2 separate regions of the Mus musculus genome follow, and region 2 is linked to region 1. The links are chromatin contacts, called in public promoter capture Hi-C maps. All regions are on one chromosome and are shown on one strand. The core of a region is the stretch at or near the end of the contact, and the rest is flanking DNA. Distances in the headings are between cores, read along the strand shown.

The links. Promoter capture Hi-C pulls out the DNA fragments that hold promoters and counts their contacts.
Region 2: a contact with region 1 is called in a promoter capture Hi-C map of hippocampal neurons, with 3 times the contacts expected there. The contact joins the promoter of Fnip2 here to the enhancer-like site in region 1. A contact is called at or near these places in 7 of 39 promoter capture datasets (the C10 cell line, cranial neural crest, frontonasal cranial neural crest and 3 more), 1 of 115 datasets of contacts at active chromatin or transcription factors (embryonic forebrain) and 2 of 9 other capture datasets (adipose tissue and liver).

What each region holds. Positions count from the first base shown.
Region 1 is chr3:79,312,695-79,317,327 of GRCm38.p6, forward strand. No RefSeq gene overlaps it. Among named protein-coding and RNA genes, the nearest start is that of Gm40072, 22 kb to the right of the region's middle. Within about 2 kb of position 1,472, at least 28 of the 459 cell types and tissues checked have an H3K27ac peak or open chromatin away from gene starts, as enhancers often do. A contact at or near this core is called in hippocampal neurons, where this site is marked.
Region 2 is chr3:79,566,085-79,571,004 of GRCm38.p6, forward strand. It overlaps Fnip2 (folliculin interacting protein 2), which reads right to left and starts at 1,595. Exons shown (of 17, transcript NM_001162999.2): 1 at 1,425-1,595. The coding sequence starts at 1,519. It overlaps 4930589L23Rik (RIKEN cDNA 4930589L23 gene), which reads left to right and starts at 2,108. Exons shown (of 2, transcript NR_152118.1): 1 at 2,108-3,114.

The DNA of each region.
Region 1 (4,633 bases), core at 222-2,721:
CCCAAACACACTGCATTTATAGTTAGTTTCTAGCAAAATATTTTTCAAGTTATATAATATGCCAGCCACATTTCTGGGAATTGAACATTATATAAAATAGAACCATGGTTTTGGAAGACTGAAAAGTTTTTAATTTTGCAAGAACAATCTTAGAAGTTTTGAATAAGTCAACTTCTGTAGAACTGTAAAGACAAAATCTATCTAGAAAAATGGAGAGGAAAGTGGACTGTGAAGGTAGTAAAGACATGTGGGCAGCCGCTGATTGTTGCCACAGAAGGCAGAATATTCTGGATTAGTCTTACCTCTTACCTATATTTGAATCCTTCTTTGTTTCTCTTGGTAATAGCTCCCAGAGGCCAGGCAAGTGTTAGAGAAAAGAGTTTAGTCTCCTTTAGCTCACAGTCTTGCAGGATGAAGGGCAGGAGGCTTGCATCTGGCAGTGGCCTTCCTGCTGGTAGGGTGCTGGACTAGTCTGATGGATCCCAAGGCAAGAGATAGAGGTCTTTGCATGAGCCAGAGTCTCTTCCATTCAGTTAGGGAATGATAACTGCATCCCATCCTAACAGCCCATAAAAGCCACCCCACCCCCCCACAACCACCACGGACAGAGTTTTTGCTTTCTTAACATCTCTTAATGAGAATTAAATTTCAGTGCATAAGTCAGTTGTCCCAGACACTTGGAAAACTTACTGGGAAGATGTCTTGAGTAGAAGAGTTTCCGTGCCTCTGGACAGGGTAGTAATGTCCCATCTCAAAAAAAAAAAAAAAAAAAAAAAAAAAAAGCCAAATGTCCACACATACACTGTGGGGGATATGTTCAAGCAATGCTAAAACCACAGCTTTCAAACATCACTTAATGTTTTACTTATCTGTAAGATGGGAGAACATCTAGCATACAGAGTAAAATCTCTGTCCATGACCCTTGTAATTGCTACAGAGAGATGAAAGTAACGGATACTGGCTACAAATGGGATATAAAGCTTTTTTTTCTAGTTCTAATTCTGTCTTTTTGTTTTGTTTTGTTTTAGGTGGTGAATAGTACATAAGATATATCTGATAATGAAAGTATAAAAATTGAATGTAAAACCTCCACAGCTTTCATTCAAAATACCTATTTTTAACTATATAGAAGTTCATGGCATTGTATGGGCTTTGGGTGTGGCTATTTTGGTAAGTAGCACTTCTGTGTACTTGCAAGTATTTTTAACATTAATAAAGTTTATGCAATTATTTTTAAGTAATTACTGTAAATATGAAATCATGTTTTAAGAGTGATAGCGTGATGTAACCCCAGCACTTCAGAGATTGAGACAGGAGGACCATCAGTTAGAGCCCAGCTAGGGCTATAAAAACTTAAGGAAGAGCAGGAGAGAGAGAGAGAGGAGAAGAAACAAACAGTAGATGCACTAGTATGTTGCTCTCCAGCTCTCCTCTCCTACTCTGAAGGAAGGAAAGCACTGTGTTTAACACAAGGCACATGTAACAGCAAATATTTCTAGCCAAATTTAGCCAGTCATTGTTTCCATGGCAACGCCTCACTCTGAGAAACGAGATTTCTGGTAACTTGTTTGAGACAGCGTGGGCAACTCTCAGGGTTACAAGGAAAGGAGTTAGCTCTGAAGTGAGGGGAGAAAAACATGAACTCTCTTTGCAACATCTTATTTGGAAAAGCAATTTTTAATCGTTTAACAATCTCGTGGCCTCGGTTTTTTTTGTTGTTTTTTTGCACAATTATCCTTCATAGCCTATCAGACTGCTGTAAGGAGTTGATCTGAGGATGCTCATTAGGGAGATACTGCAAACAAAAAACCCTGTTGTTGGCTCTTTTCGGGCTCTGTGAGATTCGGTGCAGCCTCGGGATGCAACATGCTGGTCATGTGAACAATGCCAGTCAATGGTGCTCGGCTCATACACCTGTCAGAGGTCACTGACATCTTTTCTACTCAGGAGAAACATTTTTCTCCACACTGAAGAATGGGATCACTTGGCCCAGCTAGTAAAGGCACTTATTGCCAAATCCGACAACCTGAATTTGATCCCTAGAGCCCACAGGGTGGAAGAAGAGAACCCACTTCATGAGATTGTTCTCTGTCCTCTGGCACAAACACAGCACGTGCACATACACAGCACATGCACATACACAGCACATGCACATACACAGCACATGCACATACACAGCACATGCACATACACAGCACATGCACATACACAGCACATGCACATACACAGCACATGCACATACACAGCACATGCACATACACAGCACATGCACATGCACATACACAACACATGCACATACACGGCACATGCACACTTCCCTCCTCCTAAGCATGTAGGGCTTTGCATATGCCATACAAGCAGTGGTCTTTTGATTTTATAAATCTCTAAAGCTAGTATTTATAAGCAATTTATTTTTAAACAGAATGTCAATATGTAACTCTGGCTGCCCTGGAAAGAACTCACTATGTGGACCAGACTGGTTTCAAACTCATAGAGGTCTATATGCCTCTGTCTCCTGAATGCTGGGATTAAAGACCAATGCCTCAAGGGCTGGTTGCAAAGATCTTTCTGGTGGATTTTTAATTATGTGATAAGAAAGACAGAAGACAGCAGAAATCCTCAGCAAGTTTTTATGTGTTTCTGAGTGTTTTAAACACTTAACAGTTCTATTTTTTTTAACGCTGTAGATTTCTGGACCTGTTTTCAATGGAAACATTGAATTACAATGAATATACAAATATAAGCCCTCTTTGGCTTAGAATGCACATGATTTCTAAACATATATCAACGTGTCATAATTAGCTTCAAGCAGATCAATGGAAAAGGGCAAATAAGTGTAGTGCTTGAACACTTTGTCTCCTAAGGACAAATACTCTAATGTTAAACTCTCATTGTAAAGCTTTTCTTTTTGCCGGGTGTGGTGGCGCGTGCCTTTAATCCCAGCACTCGGGAGGCAGAGGCAGGCGGATTTCTGAGTTCGAGGCCAGCCTGGTCTACAAAGTGAGTCCCAGGACAGCCAGGGCTATACAGAGAAACCCTATCTCGAAAAACAAAAACAACCAAAAAAAAAAAAAAAGCTTTTAGGGGAAGAAAGGCCGGTTTAGGTTCATGATTGGCGGCGTGGCCTGACATGATGGAGAAGGCAGGAAGCTGGAGACCGGGTGCTAGGTTGCTTGCCTGCATCTTTATGGATCATCAAACATACTAACTCCCATTCTGTAAGGGGAAAAAAATGTCTTTTAAAAGTCAGCTTAAAGAAATACTGCAACATCTCACTTAGTAAAAAAGACTGATGAAAAGAAAGGCACTTTTCCTTGTGGCATGAGTCATGAAAAAAATCTCCTACAGATAGCCAGGATACTTATTTCCAAAGGAGATGTTGTCATTCCCAAACGAGCTCAAATCAGTTATAAAACAGCCACAGGACTAGGGAGATGGTCCAGTCAGTAAAGCCATTGTACAAGCAAAAGGATTCCAGAGCCTACATAAAATAAAGGTGGAAGGAGGAACCAACTCAGCACAGCTTTCTTCTGATCTCACACACCAGGGAATGCATCCTCCTACACATGAAACAAAACTAAATAATAGCAAGTGATAGAGGACAGCGGATGACCTCTGGCCTCCGTGTGCACATGTTTTGTGCACACATATACACACACACACCCCAGCTATGACTTCTATAACAAATTCTATTTAGAAAGGATTTGGTAAGGCACCTTTGGTCAGGGGCCTTCCAGAATCAAAGTCTAAATTTATGTACAATTATGTAACTCGGTATCATGTGACACCGTGATACCAACAAAAATGCCTCTCCCCACAACCCTTCTGCCAGAAATACAAAATTCCATTTGCAAATATGTGAATGCATTATTAATGCAAAGATATAAAAGCCAAGTAGAATCCCAAGGTTGTTTTACATTAGCATTACTGCAGAGCTAATCAATGTCCCCCTTTGTCATTTCAATGCACATATGTATTTTCTCCAGGAACTTAAAAAAAAAATTATACATCTTCACAAGTGAAAGACAATTAGACTAAGACAATTTCATGAAAATATGCAAGGTATGTATGCATATAAATGCTCTTTATATGTATAACTGTCAATATACAATACATAAATACCTATGTTTATAAATTTGGGGTTATTCAATATCACATTATATTGGTGTTAGGGAACCATTAGCACAAAAAGCAAATAATGTTTTTTAAAAAAACAAACAGGTTGCCTCATATTTTAGGAAAATAAGAAGAAAACTATTATTTTTCAGTGTTTCAAACAGGACACAAAGAACGATTCCAAGAACGTCACTAACATGAAAAATGTGATTTTCTTTTTCCAAGAAGTCTTGTCTATCCTACTTGGCTTGCTATTTTTCTAATGAAAATAGGAATCCTGGAAGAAATTGACACACTTCTTTAAAATATTGAAATGGGCATAGAGACAGAGCCACAGGGATGCTCCTAACACATGGCCTTCGTTTTCTTACATGTTCCTTGCTGGTGGCCACAGGCTTTTGTTCTCGTTTTTCCAGATAAAGTCGAGCTTTGTAGCCTGGGCTGACCTAGAACTCACCGTGCTCTTGCCTCAGCCTCTTCAATGCTGAGGTTATAGCCATATTCCACCATGCCAGAC
Region 2 (4,920 bases), core at 345-2,844, 250 kb after region 1:
TCTTACACTTGAGAAGCACTAACAGGACGATCAGGTCATCAATTGATCGAAGCTAGCCTGGGCTACATAAAACTGGAAATACAAGATAAAAGAAAATCTTATATAACTATAGGAATGTGTTTGTATGTGTTTTGAATGAATTTTTATGCAATAAAGGAGATGAGATTTAATCAAAATTCATTTCAAATGCGATGCTTCATGTTGGTGTTCCCAGAACTTGAGAAGCTAAGGCAGGAAGATTGTCAAGAGTTTAAAGCCAGCCTGGACTAATGAGACCTTTGTTTGTTTGTTTGTTTGTTTTTAAAAAAAATTCAAAGTCTTACATTCTGAACATAAAGTATCCCTAGAAGGTCTGAATCGGTGTGAGGTGTTCAGTTTTCTGTTTTGTTTTGTTTTGTTTTATAGTGATGAAAACTTAAATGGCAAATAAAATGTTTTCTCAACTAGTAGTGCTGAGAGACAGTACAGGACCCAGGAGAGCATCTTTGGAAACTTACCACTCAAAAGCAGAATAGTATAGGGATGTTACTGAGAGCCAATTGCTTAGCTCAAAATGCAAGACCAGCCGCCACTTAGAGCTGTGGGTCTTGAGCCAGCTTAACACATGCTAATCCAAAGGTATGTGTTCCGAAGATGAACTATTAAATATCTGCCTCTGCTTTGTTAAATTAGAACCCGAGACGTTTCATAAAAAGCATTTCCCTCCCTTTCCACTCATCATGCGGCATCAGCCTTCTAACTGATGAGGAAATTACACACTTTTATTCATCCGCCGGCGAGCTTGTCATACACTGCAAGAAAGAAGCTGCTTTTTTCGTGGCTTCACCCTTTCCAACTTCAAAATACTGTCACATACTCAGTGGGTTGGAGCTGCCTGCAAAATGACAGCTTACAGGCTCTGGGGCAGGGGAGACGCAGGTGACTCTCCCTCCAGAGACCCTGGAAGGTACACACCGGTCCCAGACGTGCTCAGACACGGGGGCATATGGAGAAATTTTGTGGGGCACCTGAGGAAAGAGGGCAGAGGATGGCGCAGGGCTCCCACCTGGGGAGACCTGGAGAGCAAGGAAGGAGGACGGCGCTGAGGTTCCACCCAGAAGGAGCAGTAGAAAAGGGACAGGGCGGTTCGCGGCTCTGAGACCCTGAAAGAAGTGGAAAGAGGAGCCCAACCTGGGAGAACCCGGCGAGGGAGGGAAGAGGATGCTGCTGGGTCCCACCCAGAAAGAGGGGCGAGAGAGGCGTGGGGTCCCACCCGGGAGGACCGGGACAGAGGAGAGTGAGAGACTGGGGTCTTTCCCAGGAGGATCTGGGAAGAAGGGACAGGGTGGCGCGGGGTCCCGCCCAGGAGGAGGGGACAGGGTGGCGCGGGGGTCCGGTCTCCATGCAGCCCGCCTGAGGCCTCCCTCCCGCTCGCACGCGCTCACCTGAAGGCCGGCTCCTCCTTGGGCGGCCGGGCCTGGGCAGACGCTGCGCCGCCGCCCCTTTTGTTGAAGAGCTTCTGGAGCAGGGTCGGGGCCATGGCGTGCACGCGGCGGCCCGGGCGGGCGGCCACGCTCCGGGACCCGACGGCTCAGCGCGCAGCCCACGGCGGCCGCGGCGGGGCCATGGCGACGGGGGCGCGGCCGCCCGGAGGGGCGCGAGCGCGGGACCGCTGCAGCGGACGGAAGGTGCGGCGCCGCGGCCGCCGGCCGGTCATATGACGGAGCCGGCCCGCCCGGCTGACAGCTCGCTCCCGCGGGAGGAGGAGCGCGGAGAGGGCAGCACGAGGGAGAGGGAGGAGCACGGGAAGAAGAGGAGGGAGAGCATGAGGGAGGGGAGGAGCACGAGGATGGCAGGGAGGGGGGTGCACGAGCGAGGGGGAGGAGCGCCGGGAGGAGGGAGGAGGAGCGTCAGAAGGCAGCACGAGGGACTGGGAGGAGCAAGAGGGACTGGGAGGAGCGCAGGCGATGAAGAGTGGAACGTGTTGGGAGGAATACAAGGGAGTGGGAGAGAGGAGTGGGCGATGGAGGAGGAGCGCCAGGGAAGCGGAGAGTGGAGCCGGGAGAGGCTCGTAGGGAGGAGTGGGGCGGGGCGTGTGGGGGGAGGGGGAGGAGCATAGAGGCCTAACGTCTCCATTGGCCAGCTTTACCCGCCCTGCGCCGACATCACTAGGGGTACGCCCGGAGTTATCACTCGCCGGGCTCTTACTGGGGCTAGAGAGTTGGGCGGGGTGCACGAGTCTTCACACACTTGACCTACTGAGCTCCAGAGCACAACTATGGAGGTTTTTGTTCTTTGGAAAGAAAAGCCCTTGAACTTGGTCCTCATTTTATCGGGTCCAGGACTCCCTAGCAGAAAACGTGGCCTGAGCTGGAGAAGCAACTTTAGTGCCTGACGTTGCTGCTGGGGATTCTGGCCCCTGCTGCATTTGAGGTCCCAGCAAGCAACTGCCGGAACCAGAGTAAATCAGCAGGCTCAATTTTGAATTTACAAACAGTTTATTCAGGTCACCGGGTTTTGTTTTGGTTTTTTTTGTTTTTTGGGGTTTTTTTGGGTTTTTTGGTGTGTTGGTTCCCACTGGTACATAAGTCACACAAAAGCTGTGCATGTACTAAGCCCATATGTGCGTGCGTTAAGCCCACATATACACACAAATGATTGCTTTCCTAGTTCGTGTTCACATTGGGCACATAAAAAAAAAAAAAAAAAACTCAATAGATTCTTTGATTTAGGGAAGCTGAGTGTGTGCTTAGACTCATTTGCCTGTGCTTTCACGCCTCAGACCCCCTGAGAATTTATTGTGCTGTGGTGCAAGACGTTAAAGAACCTGCGGTTATGAAGAGTCTGACCACATTCAAAACAGTTTATTAATCTGTTTTGCGGCCTAGAGCTCTAACGTGGTTCAGATGGTAGGTAGTAGAGCTAGAGTTAGTTACTTTTGAGTTCCACTCTGACTCCAGCAAATTTGAGGACGGTGAACAAATGACCCACCAAGATTTCTTAGACTTGATCAAAGGAAAGTTAAGGATGGAGAAACATGGCTCAGCAGTTACAAACATAAGCTGCGTTTGCACGGGACTGGAGATCTCTTCCCAGCAAGTGGATCAGAAAGCTCACAACCAAGTCCAACTCCAGGTCAGAAGTCGTCCTCCCCCTTTTGGTGCCCAAGGGCACTGCACTCAGAGGCACAAAGTTACACAATGCGCGCGCATGCACACACACACACACACACACACACACACACAGAGAGAGAGAGAGAGCGCTAAAAAGCAAAACAAGCAAACAAAAAAAGAGGACATTTAGACGTTTAAAAGCAAACATATTTCACAAATATAAGTAATCAAAAGAGGGGGTGGGGCATAGCTCTAATCTGCTCAAGGCCCCCAATCCAGAGGTTGCTTCCTGGTTTCTTAGTCCGGGTCTCTAGCACTGCCACATGGCTCTGTATGTGAAGAGGAACAGGGATATTGTGAATGCTTAGAGATGACAGGATAACAATGAAATGAAATGAAAACTGGGACTTGTGAGGGCTGTCTTCCACAAGCCGATCTATCAGTTCCTGTGACTTGTTTCCATATATGCATGCTCTGTAGTCTGTTTTAGTTTGATTTCTGTTATATTATCATAAATACTGCTTGTGACCTGCTGAAACCTGGTTCTCCTTCCTGAAGAAGCTAGAAGAAAAGCAGTTAGGAGTCGTTTCTTCCCTCCTAACTGAGATATAATTATTAATATTTAATATCTGGATATAATGTTACCACTATCTTGATAGAAGCTTGAAGATGAAACCAGGACAAGACATGGTGAAGACAGAGCCTTTAAGAGAATTTCATTTTTAAAAAATTTTTCTCTATTGCTTATCATATCATGAAGAAATTTGTATTTCAACTCCTAGTCTGCCAGAGAAAATACTCAACACCAATGATCTCATTCCAGTTTTGTTGTTGTTGGGGATTTAACCTAGGGCAAACTACTCTGTTCTCATGTGATTTGTGTGATATATATATATATATATATATATACATATATATATATATATATATATTAGATAAGTATAGTGTATATGTGTGTGTGCATGTATATACATACACACACACACACATATGTAAATATAAAACAGGCAGGTGCTACCCACCTGGTTTACCCAGTGCTGAGCTTTGGGTATGTTAGACAACATGAGCTGCATACCCAGCCCAGTCTACTTTTTTCTAGTATTTCAGAATGTTTCTTTTTTTTTAATATTTTTTATTACATATTTTCCTCAATTACATTTCCAATGCTATCCCAAAAGTCCCCCATACCCTCCACCCCACTTCCCTAACCACCCACTCCCACTTCTTGGCCCTGGCGTTCCCCTGTACTGGGGCATATAAAGTTTGTGTGTCCAATGGGCCTCTCTTTCCAGTGATGTCCGACTAGGCCATCTTTTGATACATATGCAGCTAGAGTCAAGAGCTCCGGGGTACTGGTTAGTTCATAATGTTGTTTCACCTATAGGGTTGCAGATCCCTTTAGCTCCTTGGATACTTTCTCTAGCTCCTCCATTGGGAGCCCTGTGATCCATCCAATAGCTGACTGTGAGCACCCACTTCTGTGTTTGCTAGGCCCGGGCATAGTCTCACAAGAGACAGCTACATCTGGGTCCTTTCGATAAAATCTTGCTAGTGTATGCAATGGTGTCAGCGTTTGGAAGCTGATTATGGGGTGGATCCCTGGATATGGCAGTCTCTAGATGGTCCATCCTTTCGTCTCAGCTCCAAACTTTGTCTCTGTAACTCCTTCCATGGGTGTTTTGTTCCCAATTCTAAGGAGGGGTATAGTGTCCACACTTCAGTCTTCATTCTTCTTGCAGAATGTTTCTTTCATCAGGTTTTCCTCTCTTTGCCATTGAGACAAGACAATGAAAAGTTTTCAGTTCCCATCAGTGATTAATTAAAGCTC